Regions from separate parts of the Bos taurus genome. Here region 1 is linked to region 2. A link is a contact called in public Hi-C data. All regions are on one chromosome and are shown on one strand. The core of a region is the stretch at or near the end of the contact, and the rest is flanking DNA. Distances in the headings are between cores, read along the strand shown.

The links. A called contact is a pair of places that touch in the nucleus more often than the background predicts.
Region 1: a contact with region 2 is called in a Hi-C map of 4-cell embryo, with 3 times the contacts expected there. The contact joins two enhancer-like sites. A contact is called at or near these places in 6 of 11 Hi-C or Micro-C datasets (4-cell embryo, blastocyst, liver and 2 more).

The regions. Positions count from the first base shown.
Region 1 is chr16:75,480,459-75,487,295 of ARS-UCD2.0, reverse strand. CD34 (CD34 molecule) reads right to left here. Exons shown (of 8, transcript NM_174009.1): 5 at 859-997; 6 at 573-625; 7 at 116-280. Among named protein-coding and RNA genes, the nearest start is that of CD34, 18 kb to the right of the region's middle. Within about 2 kb of position 1,940, at least 39 of the 102 cell types and tissues checked have an H3K27ac peak or open chromatin away from gene starts, as enhancers often do.
Region 2 is chr16:75,419,852-75,426,199 of ARS-UCD2.0, reverse strand. No RefSeq gene overlaps it. Among named protein-coding and RNA genes, the nearest start is that of CD34, 43 kb to the left of the region's middle. Within about 2 kb of position 4,974, at least 50 of the 102 cell types and tissues checked have an H3K27ac peak or open chromatin away from gene starts, as enhancers often do.

The DNA.
Region 1 (6,837 bases), core at 691-3,190, 64 kb before region 2:
TGTGAGGGCACAGAAGTACCTCTTCCGGTATTTCTCCTCCCCTTGCATGACATTCACGGACCTCCCCAGGAGACCTAGCTTCATCATTTGCTTTGCCCTGGAGCCCAGAACTGACCAGCCTTTCTCCCGTTGGGCTCCAGCTGCGGCGGTTCATCAGGAAATAGCACGTGGTGATCAAGATGGCCAGCAGGATCCCCGAGGTGACCAGTGCAATCAAGGTCTTCCGGGAATAGCTCTGGTGGCTGCTGACAACTTCTTCAGAGATGTCCTCGATGCCCATCTTGAAGAGAAGCCATAGAAAAGTGAGCCTTCCACTTGTGGAAGGTGGGTTCTAGAAGAGGAGCCCAGCCCATGCTAGACGCCTCTGTGTGACTCAACACTGAATACACCCAAGAAGACATAGACCTCGGGGATTTTCTAAACAGGACTTAAGACTGGTATCTCTTCATTAAGCTGAACTGTAAAATTTTGTTTCAAAGATAGAAGGGCAAAGACCGTTGGAGAAGGGTGGGGAGGTAGGAAGGGTAGGTAGGTACTTTCTCCCCTGAGACCCCTCATCTCTGCAAACTTACCTCTCTCAGGTCAGACCGGTGCTCTTCCAGAAGTTTGATCTTGCTGGAACTTTCTAGAATGAGAAATGGAGTTTGCTGCATCCAGAAGCTGGAACAGCTCATCCTGCGCTGTTCTAGAAGAGGCTCTGACAGTGAGGGTAGATCTCAGGAGGGTCTTTCCCAGCCTCAGCATGGCCCTGCTCCCCGGCACCTGTGCCCTCTGAGCTGCAATGCCTGGTTTCTACCCAGCATCCTCTAACCCCAGCCCGTCTCCCCCTCTAGACCTCAGCACAGACCTGTCCCTTACCTGTCCTGTTGGTCAGGACCAGCAGCAGGCACTGAGGCCTCACCTCAGACTGGGCCAGGAGCAAGGAGCACACCTCGGCCTGTTTCTTCTGACACAGGAATCCGGTCAGTTTCTCTTCATTGTTCTTCTTAAACTCCTCCTGGGACAACAGAGAAAAGTGGTGAGCAGGACATGAGGTCGCTGGTATCCTCTGCACTGTATCCGGAGTCTCAGGCAATGATTCAGATTAAAGTCCCACTGTTACCCTCAAAACAAAAAGAATCCTTTTTTTCCCCCCCTAAAATTCCAAGTGAAAAAAAAATCTTGCAAACTTCATATGTGCAAAAACACAATAAGAAAAAAAAAAAAAAAAACTCCAAAATTTTCCAAGATCAAAAGGTGGTCTTAGCTGGCACTCTATGATGTCAGAGAACAAATTTAGGAACCATTACCTTATTGAAGGATTGCCCATGTAAACCTACACTATCCAAATTAAGTTCAAAAGAAATCACCAATAACACAAAATATTAACAGTGCAATACAAATGAAGATAAAACCCTCTGTTTCAAGGCTATAAGAGGCCCAGATATTGAAGGAAAAGCCAAGGGAGATGAGGAGTAGAGAAGAAATTTATGACTATAGATGCAACGGGATCCTCATCCCTTCCCTCTTAGTCTCCAAGGGGTCTCACAGACAGCATGGCTCAAATTCAAGTGGGGCTCCTGTCTAGTTTTCCATTCCCTGTCCCCACTAGAGACACGGAATCCAGTTTCACATGAGGTGGACAGGTCGCTCCAGGTTGCTGACTGACTAGTCCGTGAGAGTCAGACGCTCAGACTCAGAAGACAGACTCTGACAATTCTTCAACAGTATAGCCTCAGGAAAGGGATGAATTAGAAGCCGTGGCTGTTCCCCCTCCTCGGTCTTCTAGGATTTATTCCAGCAGCCTCCGAAGGGAGTGGCCTGCTCTACCCAGAAAAGGAATCAAAACCAAGACACTCTCCTCTGTCCGGATGGCAGATGGCGGGGGAGGAAATGCCTGAGCAGCTCTGACAGCTTTCCTGTGAGGGGAAAACTGCTGGGGCGTGTGAGGGGCATCAGAGCTGAGCCTCCGTGGAGGAGAGAGCTTCCTGTTTGCAGAGCGGTGCTGCTCCGAGGGCAAGGCCACAGGGCCCTCCCAGCTTGGCAAGCAGCCTGGGTATTTTCCTATTGCTGTGGCCCAAGGCAGTAAAACCCAGGCTCCTTTGCTCCTGCACAAGGCAAGGTCAAGATTGGCCTCACGTCCCAGCTTTCTTCTGCCAGCTGGAATTCGAGGCTTTGGGGAGCCCAGACAGCAGGGCGAGCTAACCTCCGGATCACAGAAGAGAGGAATCCAGCGGGAACCTTAGAAGGGCCCCAAGAGCCAAGGTTACAGAGAGATGAGTCCTCAGGCCATGGCTCCTTCTTCCTTGGGAGAAGGACAGATGAGGCAGGTCTCCAGGGAAGTCCCAGGATAAGAGCTCCTCACAATAGCATTTGCTGTGGGGAGTCTGGGCACCACACTGGGTGTGGTCAGCAGTCTCCTTCTTCTCTGGGCTCGTGTCCCCTCGGACTTGCCTTGCTGCCCCGTGAGCAGCTTCTGGAGGAGGAGGAGGGAAGTCCCTGCCTGGATGACTCTGGGCTTGTAAGGTATCTCTGGCTGACATGTGTCTCGTTCCCGAGAGAGGCAGGGGGACGGGGCACAATCGAAACAAGCCGAACAAGGAGGCACCTCCTCCGTGTGCTGAGTCCTAAGAAGCTCCGCCTCGATCAGACTCAGCTGTTCTGATGGTGATCAGAACTGCGTGAATCCCTCTGTGCGTGTGTCGTGTGTGGTGTGTGTATGTGGAGCGGGGCTAGCAATGAATTCCACGTGGTCGGAGCTGTTGGTATGTCCACATGGCCATGAAGACAGACACAACTTCCTGTGTCTCAGGCACTGGTCCTAAGTGCTTTCTGCACATTGACTCACTTAGGTTTCACACAACTCTATGAGATGGACACTGTTACTCTCCCCATTTTATAGATGAAGAAACTGAGGCACAAAGAGACTTCAGAGTTGATAGAGTCACATGGTAAGAACCCTAAGAGAGGCACAATGGTACCGTGGGCATGTACAGGAGAGCAAGCACACGCCTGCTTCGGGGTTATCAGAAACATCTCGAAATAGGCCTCACAGAATGGACAGAATGTATGCAGGAGAAGCTGGGGAAGGGCCTCGGGAGTGCGGGTGCCACCCTGAGGAAGCCCAGGCATGCATGAGCCTGCAGCCTTCACAGAATGGGTTGCCCCTGGGAATGAAGCACATGGCCTTTCCCCTTGGAATTTCATCCTTCAAGGCTTGATTCCACCTCCCCTCCTCCAAGAAACCAGTCCCTATCTTCCAGCAGACTGGGTATCCGTCCTTGCTCTGCTATTTACTAGATTCTTTGCAAGTCATACAGCTCATCTGAGTGTGAGGTTCCTCAGCTGAAGACTCAGTAGGGGTGGTGACTGAAGAGCTGCTCTGTGAAGAGTGTCTGACAAGGTGCTTGGAACCAAGTGGGCACGGGATAAACGGCAGCTGTTCTGAAGCAACACCTCCTAGACCATATCGTCTAGAATCCGCACGTCGATGTTTAATCACATTCTGCCTTACTGCTATTATCATTTCTCTGTGACTAGATTGTAAGGCCTCTCAGTTGGGGGCGGGGAGGGGGATGTGGGTGGACATTAAATAATTTTGAACCCAGACTGCACAAAGCATAGCACCAGAAAAACAAGAACTCTGTGAACTCTTGTTCATCTTAACGTCCCAAGTGGTTTGACTTCCACACGGGGGCCCTCCGCCCTTTGCTTAGTTTCTTGGACTCAATTCAGGGGAATAACAGTGGCCGGCCAGCCTCCCTCCTACTCTGGAATCCAGCAGCATCAGTGAATTGTGTCTGAGCCTGGACAGAAGCAGGTGGATCCTGAACAAAGCACAATGCGCCTCCGGACGCTTGAAATAAACATCCTCCCCCAAGAGAGGCTGCAGGCAGGCATCATGGGACAGTGGGCAGGAGGAAGCCACAGCCTCACCATGTTGTTCGTGGGAATCAGACTGGTGGACCATCAGCTAGCACATGGTATTTTATAAAAACATTATCATCATCATAATAAAACCACCTAAGTTTTCTAAAGCAGCATTCTCAAACTTTGCAAAGACTCTCAGCATGTTAAAGAAGCACATTAAATATTGGAGTTGGGGGAGAGAGGGACAGGTATTTTTCTCAACTTTAAGATATTACTCAATCTTAAAACTCTAGAATCAGTCACCTCTCTCTCTCCCTTCCTCCCCCTCTCTCAGTATTTTATTGACTTTGGTGTAAGCTTGACAATGCAGCTAAAATCCCTCTTTTCATATAGAGACTGGAATAATTAAAGGACAAGTCACACAGGTGGGCAGCTGACCAAAAGTCAGGGTGTCCCCGATCTCAGGTTCTTTCCAGAAGACACTCTGTCTTCATCAGTCCCCCATCTGCAACTTACTTTTTCTGCATGGAAACTAACCTGTAGTGTTTGAGCGGAGGGCAAGGAAGACACGGGCTGGGGGACATTACCTGGAGGCAGCCTGCCCAGTGAAGTAAGTGGGACAGCACAAGGGGGTGTGAGCTAGCTGAGCAAGTACCACCTCTGCTTATAAACATAGGTGGTTCTGAAGAAAGGCAGTTCCGAAAGACAAATTGGAGGGCAAAGGACTTGAATAGAGATTTCTCCAGAGAAGATACACAAACGGTTAGTAAGCACATGAAAGAAAACCCAGCATCGTTAATCATTAGGAAATGGCAATCAGAGGCACCTCGCATCCAATCACACGGCTGCCATCAAAAAACCGAAAATAATGAGTGCTGGTGAGGATGAGGAGAAACTGGAACGTCTGTGTCCCATTGGTGAGAAATAAGGTGGTGCAACTATTATGGAAAACAGTATGGTGATTCCTCAAAATTTTAAAAATAGAGTTACCATATGATCCAGCAATTCCATTTCTGGATATATACCAAAAGAAATAAGAGTGTTGAGATATCTGAGCAAACATGTTCATAACAGCATTATTAACCATAAGCCAAAAGGGGGAAGCGACCCAAGTGTTCATAGGTGAATGAATGAGTAAAATTGGACATGAACATACAATGGAATATTATTCAGCCTTAAAAAAGAAAATTCTGACACATGCTACATCATGGATGAGCCTTGAGGACATTAGACTAAGTGATTATGTATCAGTCACAAAAAGATAAATACTACATGATTCCACTCATACGGGGTACCTAGAATAACCAAATTCTTAGAGACAGAAAGAACAGTGGTTATCAGGGAGAAGGAGGAGGCGGGGGTAAAGGGAAGTTGTTTAATGGGTGGAGAGTTTCAGTTCTGGAAGATGAAATGAGTTCCTAACATTGATCATACAACAGGGTGAATGTACGCAACAGTACTGAACTGCACACTTAAAATGGTAAATTTCACGTTATGTATATTTTACCACCATTAAAATGACTCCTTGGTAGATTCCCCTGGATCAATAGATATGAAATAAGAGAATAAGGGCTTCCCTGGCAGCTCAGCTGGTAAAGAAGACGGTAAAGAGTCTATCTGCAATGTGGGAGACCTAGGTTCGATCCCTGGCTGGGGAAGATCCCCTGAAGAGGGGAATGGCAACCCACTCCAGTATTCTTGCCTGGAAAATCCCATGGATGGAGGAGCCTGGCAAGCCCCAGTCCATGGGGCCGCAAAGAGTCGGACAGGACTGAGCAACTCACACACGCATAAGAGAATAAAGTAAGCTTACATTCTGAAAACCATGTGGGAAATCACAACCACCAAGAAGTAAATTAACCTGAGGTTGCAGCACAGAGAATGAACATCAGGCGTGGGTGACACGTTCTGCTAATGAGGCTCCTGGGATGTAGTACCAGCTGCTTGACAAGAGTATGGGATTACCGTCCTCTGGCTGACATAGGTGACCACTATCTAGAGGTGAAGCACAGGAGCAAAAGGAGAGTAGCTGGGATAGAAATGTCTACAGAACGCATGTACAGAAGACAGGCCCAGTGATCCCCATAGCAAGAGCCAGCAGACTGGATCCTTACTGTCTACCAGTGTAAAATGAGTGTCTGGAGAGCTGAGAACAATGCTTATTTCTGTTATGGGAGCATATTAGATGGAAGAGCATGACAGCATTACATAAGTACTCGAGGGTGTGATGTTAGGGGGACCCACGTCCTTCATGCTTCTCATTAGGCCTGAGTTTTCCCTCGATGAGAACCAGGGCCATAAGGCTCTCTGACGGCCAAGGTACGAAAGCAACCTAAGGAAAATTAGGAGGCACCGCACCACTGTCGGGGAGAGGCTGATTATCAGAGAAGCATGCAGTAGGACTCATGGAAAAGGAATCTGGGGAACAGGAGCTGTGGCCCAAAACTCTGGAAGAAGGATTGCTGACTGAGGGAAACAGGAGGCAATGCTGCCTGAGGGCTGGGGAAGAGGAAGCCCCCAGGAAGACAGGGATCAACAGAGGTGGAAGGAAAAGGAAAAAAAAACCCCAAAACAGCACTGCATAGGTGCTGCTATGAGTTGATTCATCATGGGCAGCGCAGAAGCCTTCTTTAGGATATTGGAGGAATTACTGTCTTTCCACATCCCCACTGGCAGATTCTCCCCGAATTACAGTAGAGTGCAGATCTTTTCAGCTGTGGCACAAAGTAGATTAGACAGTAAAGGCCTCAGAGAGAGAGAGAGACTGTAGCACAGTAAAAGCAGTTATTTCTGGAGTAGCAGTAAGTTTCTGGCACTTATCTGGTACGATGACCCTCGTTAAACGTGAACTTTGAAGAGCAGTGGACAGACATTTAGAATAAATCATCTGCGATTAGCTCTAAATCGTTTGTACGAAGAATTAGTATTCTGGCACAGACCACTGCAACGCACAGGAAAATAAGTGCTCAGCCAAGATAATACAGAGAG
Region 2 (6,348 bases), core at 3,725-6,224:
CCATTGGCTCACCTAGCTTCCCTCAAGCATCCTGCTGGCTACTCTGGCTTCATAAAAATAGTAGCTTATGTTCTTTGCTATTTTCAGTCGTTCAGTCGTGTCTGACTCTTTGTGACCCCATGAACTGCAGCATACCAGGCTTCCCTGTCCTTCACGCTCTCCCAGAGCTTACATTTGTACATGGCTCCATATTTTATAAAGTGCATTGGACTACATTATGTGACTCAAGTCTGACTATTTAAGTTAGTAAGTAAACATTATAATCCTTATTTTACAGATGAGAAACCAAGATATAGGAAAGTTAGGAAGTTTTCCCAAAGCCACACCAACTGAGTGGCAGAAGTAGAATTCAGGCTTCATATTTTTCTTATATTGTCTTATATTTTTATCAGCACTTAGCATGTTAGTCGCTCAGTCATGTCTGACTCTTTGGGACCCCATGGACTGTAGCCCGCCAGGCTCCTCTGTCCATGGGATTCTCCAGGCAAGAATACTGGAGTGGGTAGCCATTCCCTTCTCCAAGGGACCTTCCTCATCCAGGGATCGAACCTGCGTCTCCTGCACTGTAGGCAGCTTCTTTACCATCTGAGCCCCAGAGAAGCCTTTAGACAGAGTCAAATTCTTTCTGCCTCTTAGTAATCAGTTTGCGACTTTAATTTTGTATTTTATTTTTTAGTTTGTGACTTTAAATAAAGCTAACGGAAAATAAAAAGGAAATACAGGTAGGAAGAACCAGAATATATAGAAGATGAAGATGGGCACATTTCTAAGTCCTAAGTCTGGACCATATATTTCTTCACTGATCAGCATAGAACTCATCACAAACTTAGTGGCTTAAGATGTCCATGCTCACTAAGTTGCTTCAGTAGGGTGCAACTCTGCAACCAACCCTGTGGACAGTATTCTGCCAGGCTCCTCTGTCCATGGGATTTTCCAGGAAAGAACAGTGGATTGGGTTCCCATGCCCTCCTCCAGGGGATCTTCCCAACCCAGGGATAGCACACATGTCCCTTACATCTCCTGCACTGGCAGGCAGGCTCTTTACCTAGAACCACCTGGGAAGCCCAGAGGCTTATGACATACCTACTTATTATCTCATAATTCCGATTTTGAAAGTAGTAAGCCACGGCTGGACTCCTGCTGAGGATATCATAAGGCTAACATCAAGGCGTTGACCAGGCTGGACTCTCACCTGGAGACTCACTGAACCTGTGAGTCCTCTCGGAGGCCTGATAGACCTTTCCTGACTCTAGTCCCAAGGATTTCCAAATACCTTCCACCACTGCCCTACAGGTCTTTTGGCTCCCCAGTCCTGAGGATCCTGTTCCCACCGCTGCCCGTGTCTCAGTGCTGGGCAGCTTGCCTCAGCACCACCCAGCAGCGGTCACCGTGGTCCCTGCTCCCCGGTGAACTTGATCTCTTTCTCAGGGACCCAGCCAGCATTCCGCCTGGCTCCCACTCCTTTCCCCACATAGCATGAGACGGTGAGTTACACCTGGGCTCAGCTCGGGACGCTCCTGGGGCTTCCTCTCCATTTCCTGGGTGGATTCACATGAATGAAGGTGTCTCCTTCCCAGTATCTCACCACCTGCTTGGCACCTTCTAGTCATTCTCCTTTCTGATAGGATGACCACACTGAATCTCAAGCTCGTTTGTTGAGCCGGGTGACAGACATCATGGGACCCAGCCAATACTACAGACTATGATTCTCTCAAAAGAATCCCATAGTCCACTTGCCCCAGGAAAGGGGTCTTTTAGAATGACACCTTTAAACTGTTATAACAGTAAGTGCTCGACATTTTCTTAGGTCCCTGTCTGTATATAAGGATCCTGGCGATCCTACAAATGAAGTATTATTAGACACATTATGCCTACGAAGACTTTGAAACTCAGAAAGTTCAAACAATTCGCCTAAGGATACAGTGCCAATGAGAGACAGAAACATCTCAGTTTGCACCTCTTCCACGCTTGTGATTATTTGCTCTTAAGGGGAAAACAACACACATACTATCAGAATGCCACAAACACAGTGGAAGCAGTGTCACACCCTCACATGCGGGCTCCCAGGTGCTTCTCACACTTATGCACGTTTAACGCTCTGATTCAGGAAACACTCTGCCACCGGGGGTTCCCTCGCTTCTGCTCACACTCCATCAGTGCCGCTGTCACTCACACATCCCGACGCATTGTCTCACCATGACTGAAGCAACGGAACAACTCTTGCGACAGTTGCCACACAGCGCCATATGGAAAAGTCACGTGTGGTGTGTGTGTGTCTTGGACGACAGCCGTGCGTCTGCTTCCGGTGCGGATGCATGGGTGGGTGCGCTTGGGGTAGGGGTGTTTTTCGAGCGGTATGACTGAGTGTTTGGGGGTAGATCTAGGATCTGGGCAGGCCTTTTGACTGGGAGCCCCTCACTCTCAAGTATAAAACAGATCTTTAGCAGAGAAGGCTTGCAGTGGGAATGGATTCCTTTGCTCTGACCCTGCTGGCTCAAAACTGCCATTTTACAGCTCCCCATGAAGACTGCTGGCGAGTCAGTCCTGGTACCCACCAAGAAGACTGTTCGCTTTCAAGGGAACCTTCCCAGCCTACGACCTTAGCCTCAGACTAAGCTGGGCTGGCTGTGTCCCGCATCCACCCTCCTTTCCATGGTGCCTCTTTCCATCCTTGATTTGGATTCAAGGACAGTCAACCCACAGACCGACCAGCGGCTGATGAAGTGACCAGGTACGAAGCGCTCTGAAGAAATGGTCGATAAAGAGGCCAACCAGGGTCTCATTCTTGGAAATTTGAACTGGAAATTGGAGAGTATCAGCCAGTTGGTAGAAAGAGAAAACAGGAGACAGAAAGCATGCAGAAGGCAAGAGAGTGGCAGAGCCCCACTAGCGGGGCACAGGGGACTCCCAAAACAGACGTGGGAGTGAAGACAGTCCAGCGCCTGGGGCTGCCCAAAGGCTCCAACATCCTCCCCATAACTCCCTCTGATGCCCTGCTGGACTTGTTTCTTTCCGCTTGTGTATTCCAGTGCGATCCTAATCACATTAATTGTATTAGGATGACAGGCAGCAAATAACAGAAAACCCAACTAAAAACGGTCTAAATAAGAAAATGATCTTTTTTTCTCACTTAAAATCCCAAGGGTTCCCCCACTTCTTCATCTCAACTCCTCACCCTAGCCACCATCCAAGGTCAGTTCATTTAGTGATTCAAAAGTGTCGTGAAGACTCCAGGTGTTTCCTGGCTTTCTCCCGTCACCCCAATATGCTGCTTGTCCTTCTAGGCTAACTTCTTCCTTTGTCCAGGAAGATGGTGGCAGTTCCAGGTAATGACATCCAGAGACAAAAAAGGATGCAGTTTTCCTGTGTGCATCAACTCTTCATCACCTCCCCAGTCTTCCATCATATCTCCTTGGCCAGAATCACGCCTGATGCCCACTCCCAAGTCATTCCCTGGGGCCAGTGGGGAGGAACTCGGCCTCCCCTGACTGGCACCACACTAACCCAGATAATGCCATGTTTCAGCTGGCCAGGGGATGGACACAGCACTGCCTGCTCCACTTTGCACCTCAGGCACCTAACAATGACGTTCCATTTCATGAAATGAATTGGTTGACCTTCTTTCCAACTCAGAGAGTCAGCTAACCCTGAGCTCATCTTTAGCAGGTACACGTGGGGAGCTCAGTGAGTTTATAAATACAGTTTTGTGTGGGGTCCTAAAGTCTCCATTCCTTCCAGTGTTTTATGGGCACACACACACACACACATTGAATTAAGGGACTCTGGGGAATGGCCTTTCACAACTGCAGCTAACCACTGAACCTTCCAGTTCACTTCTTGCCTTCTCTGGCCCCTAAGTCAGCAGTCAGCCTTTGGGAGGCAGGGCCTGTCTTTAGCCTATAGGGATGCTTTTCTGGACCAGGGGGTTTTCCAGATTTCAGAGTGCATCACAGAAAGGGCTGGAGAGCCCCTTAAAGCAAAGCTTGCTGGCCTCCACCTTTTGAGCATCTGATTAAGTAGGTCTGGGACCATGTGCCTTTCTGACAAGTTTCTAGACAATGACTTTGAGAACCGCTGCTCTAGGGCCAGGAGCACCCATCTTCCTTCCATCTAGAAGGGAAGCTTCTAAGGAGGCCACTGGGCCACTCACATCGATTCTTCTGCAGTAAGGGGAACCTGTATCCTTGTCACTTGCTGTCAGCCCCTCTCCAGGCAGTAGGTACTCCACGGCCTAACTCTCAGAGAAACAGAGGCCATCGTGTCCGGGAATGTTAGAGGGTGGAAACCTGGCCCCCTGCCACTGGAGGAAAAGGAGAAGGAACTTGCCTGTTTGTTAGAGTCTAGCTGGGGACAGGGGCCCAGAACCTCAGGCCTTTCCCCGCTGTGTGCTCTCCCGTCTGTGAAATGGCCTGTCCGGTGGGCTACATACGGTTGCTGTGAGCATAAAGAGGAAAGGCGGGTTTGAAACTGCCCAGCCAAATGCAAAGCTCTTTATTATCTGCAGTCTTATTAATCACAAAAAGGTAAGTCAGGGCTGTGTAAAGGCTCCTGGGGAAGAGGGGCGGCCCGGGTCAGTTTCTGGGTCCCCGTGCCTGTCTCCCTGGCCAAGCAGGTGTTCATGCTCCAGAAGGCTGAGCTCCCCAAGCCACACCCCCAAGCGTGTGCACTGGGCCGCGGCCATCCCCCCCAGGCCCCCGTGACTCGCGCGTGCCCGCGTAGATCGCACAACAGATTGAAGACGAGGCCTGTGTTTCCCGTCCTTCCCCAGCCTGCTCCGGGATCCCAGCCGCGCACCAGGGCCGTGGAGCCCCGAGGCGACGAGAGTCCGGGGAGAAAGCCGGCGTTTCCCTCCCGCCCTCCGGGGTCGGAGAGCGGGCTGGGGATTGGGCCGCCGCCGGAGGACCAGGGGCAGGCCGCTTGGCAGAGCCGCCTATGGGGAGGGCCCCACCAGCGCCGCTCGGCGGAGCCCTGGGGCCGCGCCGGCTCGTCCCAACATTGTTCAGCACCCCGCGTCAGCCTTGGCCGCGGCCCCTGGCGCGCGCCGGCCGCTTTTGGCCGCCTTGGCCCCGTCTGAACCCTGCGGGCCGCGGGCCAGGGCGGGCCGAGCGCCGCCGCACCGGGCCCCTCTCCCGACGCCTCCCGGCCGCCCGGGACGCTTCTCCCGGCCTCCCAGGCCCGCCTTGGGCCTCCCCCTACCCCGATCCTCGCGCCGATCGTCCACGGGTGCAAAACCCTGGGGCTGGGCTTACGGGTTTGCGGGCGTGTGCGCGCCGGGGGCTCCCTGCGCGCGCCGCCGCTCCCTACAGGGACGCGCGCAGGGGGCTGCCCCACCGAGCCCGTGCCTGGCGCCCAGGGGTCCACCCTGAGCTTGGGCTCAGTGCTCCTGGGCGCGCGGGCGGGAGCCGAAGGGCCGCGGCAGGGCGGAGAGGCCTGTGGCCGCTCTGGTATCTTCGGGCGCACAGGTTCTGGAGAGCCCTGCGCGCCCCTCGGGGCTCCAGCCGGCGAGGTTCCAGATGTGTGCAGCTGTGCAGCGTGCGGGCTTCCCCCTCGGTGGGGGCCGAGTCAGAAGCGGCCCCTGCTGCTCTCTGTGTGAACCGGGTGGGGAAGCTTTGCCTGGGAGGGCCGGCGTATGGCCATAGAATGTTCTGGGGGGAGTGAAGGGCCTTTGGTTGAGAAGTTGAAGGCTTGGGTTGAGGACGGGGTCTTGGTGTCACCATTATTTACCAGCTGCCCATGCTTGAGAAATCCAATCTCCCCCATTTTCTTGATTATCCGTAATATAGCTATCATGGGTGTGCTTCTTATCTTCCGTACATTATTTTTTTGTCTTTCCCACAACACACAGGGTCGGTGTTACCCACTTTTTGCAGATGAAGTGAGATCCATCCACGCCTGCCAAGGTTACACCAGGGCTGAGTGGGGACCTGTGACTTGAAATTATCTCTAATTCCAGAGACTGGACTGTGAGAATTTGATGGGAAACAGAATTTTTAAGATGCAAAAGAGTGGTAGACACTATTCTCTTCCACCTTCCTCGGTGCCTGGAGTCCCACCCGCAGGCATGACCCTTCCGCCTCCCGAACTCCACAGCGACCCTTCCTTAGGATAGCTGGTGAAGAGGCAGGGGTTCAGGGTGGGGACCCCCGACAGTAAGCCTCGCCTGGAGCCAGAACCAGAGGGGGGCCTCGCCCTCTTCCATCCACATCCTTTGCGGTGTTTTTGAAAAACCAGATTCACTGCTGTGGGGTTTCCTCTCCACCTTCAGTTGGGCAAAAGGATTTCCTCCTGTGTGTAGAGGGAGGAAGTGGCCCATGGTGGTCCACACAGTCATTCTGGACCACCCCTCCC